Regions from separate parts of the Mus musculus genome. Here all the other regions are linked to region 2. Evidence: chromatin contacts called from public HiChIP or PLAC-seq data. All regions are on one chromosome and are shown on one strand. The core of a region is the stretch at or near the end of the contact, and the rest is flanking DNA. Distances in the headings are between cores, read along the strand shown. Region 1 has its middle 10 kb from the start of Gm36600. Region 2 overlaps Gm30120 (a long non-coding RNA gene). Region 3 overlaps Rere (arginine glutamic acid dipeptide (RE) repeats).

The links. HiChIP or PLAC-seq counts read pairs in DNA pulled down with a chosen protein or histone mark.
Region 1: a contact with region 2 is called in a FOXA1 HiChIP or PLAC-seq map of pancreatic cancer cells. The contact joins two enhancer-like sites. A contact is called at or near these places in 2 of 39 promoter capture datasets (the C10 cell line and cranial neural crest), 2 of 15 datasets of contacts at CTCF or cohesin (CD8 T cells and pro-B cells), 1 of 484 Hi-C or Micro-C datasets (bone marrow-derived macrophages) and 2 of 115 datasets of contacts at active chromatin or transcription factors (embryonic stem cells and pancreatic cancer cells).
Region 3: a FOXA1 HiChIP or PLAC-seq map of pancreatic cancer cells shows a contact between it and region 2. The contact joins two enhancer-like sites. A contact is called at or near these places in 1 of 39 promoter capture datasets (cranial neural crest) and 2 of 115 datasets of contacts at active chromatin or transcription factors (pancreatic cancer cells and regulatory T cells).

What each region holds. Positions count from the first base shown.
Region 1 is chr4:150,693,168-150,696,315 of GRCm38.p6, reverse strand. No RefSeq gene overlaps it. Among named protein-coding and RNA genes, the nearest start is that of Gm36600, 10 kb to the left of the region's middle. Within about 2 kb of position 1,380, at least 39 of the 459 cell types and tissues checked have an H3K27ac peak or open chromatin away from gene starts, as enhancers often do. A contact at or near this core is called in pancreatic cancer cells, where this site is marked.
Region 2 is chr4:150,967,595-150,970,850 of GRCm38.p6, reverse strand. It overlaps Gm30120 (a long non-coding RNA gene), which reads left to right. Exons shown (of 4, transcript XR_390979.2): 3 at 2,265-2,428; 4 at 3,222-3,256. Among named protein-coding and RNA genes, the nearest start is that of Gm23405, 4.5 kb to the right of the region's middle. Within about 2 kb of position 1,645, at least 16 of the 459 cell types and tissues checked have an H3K27ac peak or open chromatin away from gene starts, as enhancers often do. A contact at or near this core is called in pancreatic cancer cells, where this site is marked.
Region 3 is chr4:150,574,605-150,577,801 of GRCm38.p6, reverse strand. The region is part of intron 12 of Rere (arginine glutamic acid dipeptide (RE) repeats); the gene reads right to left. Among named protein-coding and RNA genes, the nearest start is that of Slc45a1, 76 kb to the left of the region's middle. Within about 2 kb of position 1,336, at least 37 of the 459 cell types and tissues checked have an H3K27ac peak or open chromatin away from gene starts, as enhancers often do. A contact at or near this core is called in pancreatic cancer cells, where this site is marked.

The DNA.
Region 1 (3,148 bases), core at 131-2,630, 270 kb after region 2:
TTGAACTTACCATCTTCTTGCCTCCCAAGAGACTGACTCACAGGCATGTGCCACCATCTCTGGCTAAGACAGAGGAAATTGCCTACCTTTAGGAAGTCTCTGTGATATCGAGTTTTATGTCAACTTGCACAGGCTAGAATCTTCGGTTGCTTTCGCTCATAGTGTTTCTTTCATTATAGCCTCAAATTCCTGACAATCCTTCCTCGGCCTCCTGAGTGCTAGATTTCAGATATGCCCCCCCCCCCCCATGCCAACTCAAGAAATGAGATTTTAAAGGACAAATTCCTCAGGAAGGAAAGACACGTCCCAATTGTGGATAAGTGCAAGATAGGCGTCAGGAAAGCTCAGTGGATCAGGGCAGCCAAAAAGCTTTGGGGATGCTGAGATCCAAAGTTCAGGATAGCCTGGAGCTATAGAGTCGGAGCAAGGGGAATTCCTGCCCTCTGTGGCTTTTCTCTTTTCCGTGGGTTATCCATAGGCCATCTCGGTGGTCTGTGATAGCCCTAGGTGAGTGAGACAGGGGCCTGACCCACAGAGCAGGATTCAGGAGGACAGGGTGGGACTCAGTGGGCATGGAATTCTTCCTACCCAGACTCCTGTATCCCCACACACCTGACTTGAAAAGACAGTGTCATTATTAATTGCTGTTATGAAAAAATGCAAAATGGCAGGGCCAGGAACTCGGACCTCAAAGAAGAGGACTATCCCTCTCTCTGATGTCCTGGCATACCCATAGGTCTCGGGGAGTGGCTGCCACCCGAGCCTGGCTGGTGAGATGCTTAGGACAGGCACATGCTGGGTACATGTCAGGCAGGGACAGTTAGGGGATTGCCAGTGGGCACTACAGGCAGCTGCCCAGGCACTGTACTATACATGTGGTACCCTGGTGGCCTGGACCTGTCCCTGTAACCAGCTCCCTGCCCAGAGCAGGCCTGGTCTTTCTTTCTCCTCTTTAAAACCTTGTGTTTGAGGGGTGGTGCCATAGTTGGTAGAGTGCTTGCCTAGCATACGGGAAGCTCTGGGTTCGGTTCCCAGCATCACTAGCACACCTGTGATCCCAGTGCTCATCAGGGTTCAAGGTCATCCTCAGGTAAGAAGCAAGTCTGGAGCCAGCCTGGCTACTTGAGACTCTGTTTCTAAACAAAACAAATACCGTGTTTTCCAAATTAATTAATAAATTCCCCAGAGAGTGCAATGCCATACACCCTACCCCAGCTCATGAGTCCTCTAACTCTGGTGCAGTATCAGGACCCAGGGTGGTCTAAATGCATTGTGAGGAATCCTGGCTATGCTTATAAGCAGCTTGCCTCAGAGCCCTCCTCCTAGAGAGAACTTCACTCAGTGTCTGTCAGTTACACGCCTTCCGGCTTAAGTGAACCTTGAGGTTTGGCCCGGTGCTCTTGATGGTCTGGCTGGGATGGGGCAGTCTTGCCCAGCAGAAGGCTGGGGCACTGAAGCTGCCTCAGGAATAGACTACAGGTCCCGTAGCTGGATTGGAGGGCTTGGTCGTGTTGGGATCTAGGCTAGAGAAGCCAAAAATGGAGAGACTGGACTTCATCTGGGGTCTGGGGTCCAGCAGGGCCATTGGAGTTTCCCAAGGTCAACGAGAGCTATGTTTGCAGATCCACGGCTGAGGTAGAAGCTGTGAAGTTGGGAGTTGATGAGTTGTCCGGAAATGTGACAGGGTGGGGTGACCGGGCAGGAGTGATGGGCGGGGGAGGTGACTTAGGAAGTGTGTGTGGGCAGAACTAGCAGGGCTGGAACTGGTGGTAGGGATAGGGGGAGGGGGGAGGAGGAGGAGTGAGAAGGAAGAGGAGTAGGGAGGAGGAAAAGTAGGAAGAGTAGGGAGGAGGAGGAGTGGGGAGGAGGATGGGATGAGGACAAGTGAGGAAGAGGATGAGTGGGGAGGAGGGTAAGTGGGGAGGAGGGTGAGTAGGGAGGAGGGCAAGTGTGGAAGAGGAGGAGTAGGGAGGAGGGTGAGTGGGAAGAAGGGTGAGTAAGGAAGAGGGTGAGTAGGGAGGAGGGCAAGTGTGGAAGAGGAGGAATGGGAAAGAAGCATAGAGAGGAAGAAGAGTAAAAAGGAGGCAAAAGTGGAGGAAGATGCAGCTCACAGCAGATAAATGACAAAGCCTGGACCCCTCATTGAAGATGTCACAGCTGGATTTCAAAGAAGGAGGAGGAAGAAGGAAGAAAGGAAGGAAGGAAGGAAGGAAAGAAGGAAGGAAGGAAGGAAGGAAGGAAGGAAGGAAGGAAGGGAGTGTATAGTGAGAATGTTGGAATTTTGGTTTCTTTTAGAGTTTTTTGTTGTTGTTGTTGTTTGTTTGTTTGTTTGTTTGTTTGTTTTTCGAGACAGGGTTTCTCTGTGTAGCCCTGGCTGTCCTGGAACTCACTCTGTAGACCAGGCTGGCCTCGAACTCAGAAATCTGCCTGCCTCTGCCTCCCGAGTGCTGGGATTAAAGGCGTGTGCCACCATACCCGGCTTTGGTTTCTTTTAAAAACACAGAAATATTATATGAATGTCTTGTCATTTTAATCTCTGGTGTGGGATACGGGGCTGCTCCAGACTACGACTCCCCCTGTGCTTTAGGAGGGATGAGATTTTTCAACTGCAGATACTTTCTGCAATTGTGTGACATTGGAATTCTGGAGACTTTTAGAGGATACACACACACACACACACACACACACACACACACAAAGGAGAAAAAAACTAAATACCCTGATGGCAAAGATCAAACTTGCCCTAAAGAACTCAATAGCCCTAATCAGATAACATCGTGCTCAGTGAGTAAAGGCATTTGCCACCAAGCCTGGTGACACGGGTCTGATTCCCAGAACTGCATAAAGGTAGAGAGGGAGAACCAACTCAGAAATTGTCCTCTGATATCTACATATGCACCATGGTACATGTGCACCACCACGGCATGTACACACACACACACATGCACACACACGTACACTATCACATAATAAATAAGTATAAAAAATTAAAATTAAAAGGACTCTAGTCAGGGAGACAGACAACAAAAGTATACGCAATGCATATGTGACACAGATTGCATGGGAATCTGAAAGTGCAGTGGGCAGCCAGGACTGCAGGGGGAGACACTGGGAGAAACCTGGGGCCAGGCATGCACGGCAGGCTTGG
Region 2 (3,256 bases), core at 396-2,895:
GGTCTTTCTGTGCAGTCGTCTACAAGGATAATCATGTAGACAAGATAAAAACAGGAGCTAAGTCTGTAGCACACTCAGAGATCACAGGAAAAATGATCAAGGTCACTGAGAAATAGTGTTGGTGCTCCAGGGTATGCTTGACAATTGATTGATTGATTGATTGATTGATTGAGACACTGCAGGATGAATTTAGGCTTCTCAACAGCAGGGGATCATCTGTTGAAGGTCTGAACTCTGAACTGCTTTTCAGAATCTCTCTTTCTCTCTTTTTTTTTGGGGGGGGGGGTGGGTCAAGACAGGGTTTCTCTGTATAGCCCCGGCTGTCCTGGAACTCACTTTGTAGACCAGGCTGGCCTCGAACTAAGAAATCTGCCTACCTCTGCCTTCCAAGTGCTGGGATTAAAGGTGTGCGACACCACGCCCGTCTTCTCTCTCTTTTTTTAAAGATGTATTTAATGTATATGAGTGCACTGTAGCTGTCTTCAGACACACCAGAAGAGGGCATCGGATCCCATTACAGATGGTTGTGAGCCACCATGTGGTTGCTGGGAATTGAACTCAGGACCTCTGGAAGAGCAGCCTGTGCTCTTAACCACTGAGCCATCTCTCCAACCCCTCTACATAAGTTTTTACTCATTTACTTTTACTTTATGTGTATGTTTGTGAGACTGCTTGAGTTTATGTACACCACGTGTGTATGAGGAGGCTGTGGAGGCCAGAAGAGGGTGTCGGATCCCCTTGGATCTGGAGTCAAGTGTGCTGTGAGCCCAGCTCCTCTGCAAGAGCAACCAGTGCTCCTAACAACTGAGCCATCTCACCACCTTCCTAAGCTGCTATTTTTAATGGGATTTTTTTCCCATTCATATCATTGTGTTGTGCTTGATTTAGAAAGACCAAGGTTTCTAAATGTTTGTTGTTCCTATCAAAACATTTAAACGACATTTTAATTAATTTTAGCGTGTGTGTGTTGGGGGGGGGGCGGGGTGAATACCACAGTGTGCATATGGATTTCAGGGGACAGCTTGCAGGAGTTGTGGGTTCCGGGGGACCTGACTCAGCTTGTCAAGTACCCAGGTACCCACGGATGTCTCGCTGGGTGACAGGTACCCATGGAGCCCTTTGAATGACCCTTTGCTGTGTCAAGACAGTGTCACTGTGCAGGCCTGGCCCACCCTGGAACTGACTGTGTAGATCAGCTGGGCGAGGCTCACTGTTGCCTGCACACCTTAGATGTTGTGATGACTGATCAGATGCTAACACACACACCTCTGGCAGGTTTGCATGTAGAGAAATGTGTTTAAATCAGGCCTACAGTGACAATGTTCTTGTTTTAAGACAAGATTTTTTTTTAACTACACTGCTTTTGTGTTTGTGTGTGTGTGTGTTCATGTGTGTGAGCATGTGCACATGAATGTCATGGTACAAATGTGGAGGCCAAGGGACAATTTGCAGGAGTTAGTTCCCTCCTCCTGTGTGGGTCCTGGGGATCAAACTCAGGTTCTCGGTAGCCCAGGCTGGCCTCTAACTTACTGGGTAGCCGAGGAGTCACCCTGAGCTTCTCCTCCAAGCGCAGGGCTCCCAGTTCTCCACCACACCTGATTCTAATGCAGTGCTGATCTTCGCACAGGTGAGGCCAGCACAAAGGCAATGAGCTATGTGTCATCCCCAGCCCTGTGTTGACTGTGTGTGGGCAGTGAGCCTCGCCCCTTTCTATCCCTTAGAAGTGACAGGGAAGAAGTGAGTCAGAGTTGACCACAGGGCAGGAAGCTCAGGATAGACCGTATCAGAAAGTGAAGGCTTCAGGGATGCAATGCCTGTTACAATCACTAACTGGTCAATCATCGTTAATTCAAAGGTAACCACCATCTGACACGGTTAAAACTGGGAAACAGCTCTTGCAAAGGAGAGACAAGAGTTTGTATTGTCCAATCTGTTTCATTTGCAAAAATCACTAGTTTGCTTAAGAATTTCAGATCTGAGGGACTGGAGAGGTGGCTCTGCAGTTGAAAAGCACTGGCTGCTCTTGTAGAGGACCAGGGTTTGGCTCCCAGCATCCACACAGCAACACATCCACTGCCTGATACTCTAGCTCCGGGGTGGGGTGGGGGGATCTGATGCCCTCTTCTGGCCTGCATGGGCACCAGCACACGGGTGCATGTGTACACACGCAAAGAGACGCATAAAATAAAACTTTAAAAAAAAAATAATTTCAGAAGCAATTAGATTAACATGGCAGTAAGTAGACTGCTCCCTCTACTTTCCAGGCCTGCCTGTACCCCACGGAAGTTGGAACATATTGGAATAACTGCACCCATGGCTGTCAAGGACTACCTGGGCCTCTGGACTAACATGGCAGGAATTGTAACTTCTTCCTCAGCTTTCTCAACGGCAGTTTTATTTATGCATTTCCTTTCTTCAGTCTGTTTTGGTAAATTATGCTTTTCCTAGAAGATTGTAATAGGTTTTCACCAGCGCGATAGGCCAGATCAGATCACCGTAAAAGTAAATAGGTGCACGTTTATTGGGCGCAGCTCCTGGGTGGGTTCGCAGGTCCCAGAGAACAGAGCCAGGGAAACCACGAGCCCAGGCTAAGGCCAGGGGGTTTATAGATCTCGGGCGATGATGTATCAGCCAGGAGCCGGAACTGTGCCCAAATATAGTCAAAAGCTGATCGCTTACACGGGTGGGCTGGCAGATTGCATCAGCTGCTGGAAATGCGGAACTGAGATTTGGGGGCCTTTTGGGGGGGGGTATCCGAGACAGGGTTTCTCTGTGCAGCCCTGGCTGTCCTGGAACTCACTCTGGAGACCAGGTTGGCCTCGAACTCAGAAATTCACCTGCCTCTGCCTCCCAAGTGCTGGGACTAAAGGCGTGCGCCACCACACCCGCCTTTGGGGCCCTTCTTTTGTTCAGAGTTTTTCAGTGTGCGAGGGTTTGGGCGGAGATTAGACGGGGCTCCCCAGGCCACGCAGGGGTGAGCAGTGGACTCCAAGCTCCAACCAAACAGCTTGATCATTTTTTTCCTAGCAGGAATCTCTTCCTAGAAATCGTGTGTGTATGTGTGTGTGTGTGTGTGTGTGTGTGTGTGTGTGTGTGTGTTTATGTGTATGTGTTTACATGTATATGTGTATGTAGAGGTGCCTGTGGAGGACAGAGGACAAACTTGAGTGTCGTTCTGCCCTCCACGTTGATTCCTTGAGATGAATTCTCTTTCTGGCTAGGCTGGCTGGCCGTCAAGCGCCATGGAGCCAACTGC
Region 3 (3,197 bases), core at 87-2,586, 390 kb after region 2:
ATATAAAATAAGGTGTTACAACTGGGTTTCTTTCTCTTTCCGTACTTAATTTTACTTGTGTGTTCCGGAGCACCTTCAGAGACCATAAGAAGTCAGACCTTTGAGCCAGAGTTATAGGTGGTTGTGAGCTGCCCCACATGGGTGCTAGGCACTGAAATTAGGTCCTCTTGAAGGGCATCAAGAGGTTTTGACCACCAGCCATCTTTCCAGACCACAACTGTACTTCTAAGAAAAGAAAATGGAGTGAGAGTTGGAGGGGGGGGGGGGAAGCTTTATATTAAGAAACTCTATGGGGCTGGAGAAATGGCTCAGTGGGTAAGAGCACTGACTGCTCTTCTGAATGTCCTGAGTTCAATTCCCAGCAACCACATGGTGGCTCACAACCATCTGTAATGGGACCCGATGGCTTCTTCTTAAGTGTTTGAAGACAGCAACAGTGTACTCATATAAACTAACTAACTAAATCTTGGAAAGGAATTAATTGATTGATTAGTTCTATGATTGGGTCAAAGAGGTCTTTCAGTGGTTAAAAGCACTGGCTGCTCTTCTTCTAGAGGACCCAAGATTCAATACCCAGATCCAAAAGGCTGCTCACAACCATCTGTTACTCAAATTCAAATGCAAGCCTTGTCTACTACAGAGAAAGTGTCAAGACAGCTAGTTTTACACAGAGAAACTTATCTCAAAACAACAACAACAATAAAAGATTCAGTAATTATAAGCACTGGCCGCTCTTCTGGAAGATTCAAGTTTAATTTCCAGCACCTGCAAGGTGGCTCACACCTCCAAGTAATTCCAGTCCCAGAGGCTCTGACTCCCTCTTTTGACCTCTACCATCACTGCCTACACATAGTGCACAGAGATGCATGCAGGCATTCACATGCATACATAAATGTGAGAAAAGAATAGAATAGAATATACCTTGGAGTGTTAGGATTTTGAGGCTGTGTAAGTAGTTCCCAAACATTACTGAACAACCTCAATTTTACTTAAACCTCCATTTTAACAACAAAATAGCCATCTTGGCTCAACAGGCAGGGACAAGGAACCCGAGAGCCTGCACTGCCCACTGTGTTGTGAGCAATTAAGACAGTCAGTACCTGCACTGGAGGGACACAGTGAAGAGCAGAGAACTCCTCAGTGTTACTCCGTAGCTGTCCTACAGCTGCCTGTTCTCAGAGTAGCAACCCAGACTACAAGCCCACGCTTTCTTATGTAAGATTAAGCATTGTTTACCTAAGGTTATATCGGAAATTAAATAAAACTTCATGCTGAACACTGGAGTAATTCTTAATCTCTTAATGCTAACAGAACTTTGATGACTCATTCTTCCATCTGGGAGAACATGCTGACACAGGTCATTCTGCCTAGAGATGTAGTTCTCACAGAGCTAGTCTGCAAATCATCTATAGAATTTGCCCCCAGAAACATGACTGATTTCCCTGCTATCTAGCATATTAAAACTCCAAAATTTCCCACCCCATCACAAAAACTTAATAAAGACTAACTGTACCTTCTCTGGGAAACCCAAAGCCTGCGATGCGAGCCAGATCCGCCTGCATTGAAACGCAACCTGCAGAGCACAAGCTCATCCCTCATGGTTCTGTTTCACAACTGTCTCCTCTTTGCCTTCTTCACCCATGGCACCGAGACTGGAGTGAGAATGCGATCTGATGAGAACACTCGGACACGACCACCTGCACTTACAAATAACCAGAGTACAATCTTTCCTGAGGTAGTTGTTGGAAACTAAGAGAAGGGCAGCTAAGATGTCCAGGACAAGTGCTTTCGTGCCTTCCCTCCCCACAGGCTCCTCTCTCCTACAGAGCTGGGCCAAATCAAACTGTCTTCTTGCTAATCTGCACTGCATCTGAGCAGGAGCCACTGCTCCCTATCGGTGAGGGTGGTGCTCCTGTCCACATTCCACTGCTGGCAACAGCAGACAGAGCTGTACACAAAGCCTTCAGAGGACAATCTCCCAGGAGCCACTCTTCCATTCATATAAAGCAGCCATGTTTGCAAGATGAAGAGAGACCATCCTTATGTTTTGAGTATAGTCATCCTGAGATTTTATAAGAAATGGCCATGTATGTGAGAAATGAGTTATTTTGGGATCTGTATTATAAGATAGGTTCCCTGTGGGTGATCAGGATCTAAGTCTATTAGGCCTGTTTATTTTTAACATACAAGGTCAGGGGCCATGTAACTCATCTACCCAACAGCAGAGTGACAGCACTTAGAATGAGAGACCTGGCTTGGAGGACAGCAAATTCCAGAACATCTGGGAGAGGAGCTAGCCCTGTCTTCTCAGAAGTGCAGGACACTTGGCAGTGTTTACATCGATGCACTAACACCCAGACCTCTGTGTAAACAGTTGAGAGATCTGCAGTGGGCAGCCTCAATCATTCTGAGACACTGCTCACTCCTAGTATTTTAATCTACTAACCATATTTTATACATATGTTAAAGAAAGGCAAATGGGGAAAAAGGAAGGAAGAACTGGGTATCTGCACAGATGTAATTCTAAAAGGATCTGACTTGTTATTCTCTCGGGTGCCATGAGGTTAACACGTAATACCCACTCAACTAACCCTCTATAAACAGTTGGTTTTCCTAATCACAGCCACTATTCCCACTTCAGTGGGCAGCAGCATTCAGAGGAAAGCCAGACCTAGCCCCTGTATAACAAACTCCAGAAACCAAGTGTTAGGAAAGCTGATGTCCGTTGCACAGGCACTTTTATCAGACATAAAGGCCTGTAGTGAATGGGAGGAATGGGACTCCTACAGGAGCCTCCAAAGGTAAGGAGACCTGCTCCCACCCAGGGACTCCTGTAGGCTCTCCTCCACCTTTCCCGAGTAACTCAAGAGCAAGGACAGGTGACGGGGAGAACAGCTCCAGAGCAGAACCACTGTGTGCATGGTGTGGCGGCAACGGTGCAGAGCTCAGCGGGAAACACTTTTCTAGCATGATGACGACCAGGGTCTGATCCCTAGCAAGCACACATATGTGCACACAAAGACTTGTTTTCAACAGAATATAATAGATTGGGAAAATATTTTTATATACTCTTTATAGATATCACCTCATTTAAATTTTCACTCATGGTCTAAGAACTTGGAGTTATCACATGGTTTCACAGGAATCAAAAAACAAAAGTGTCCAGTAACCTGCCTGAAGCCCACAGCATGAGTGGC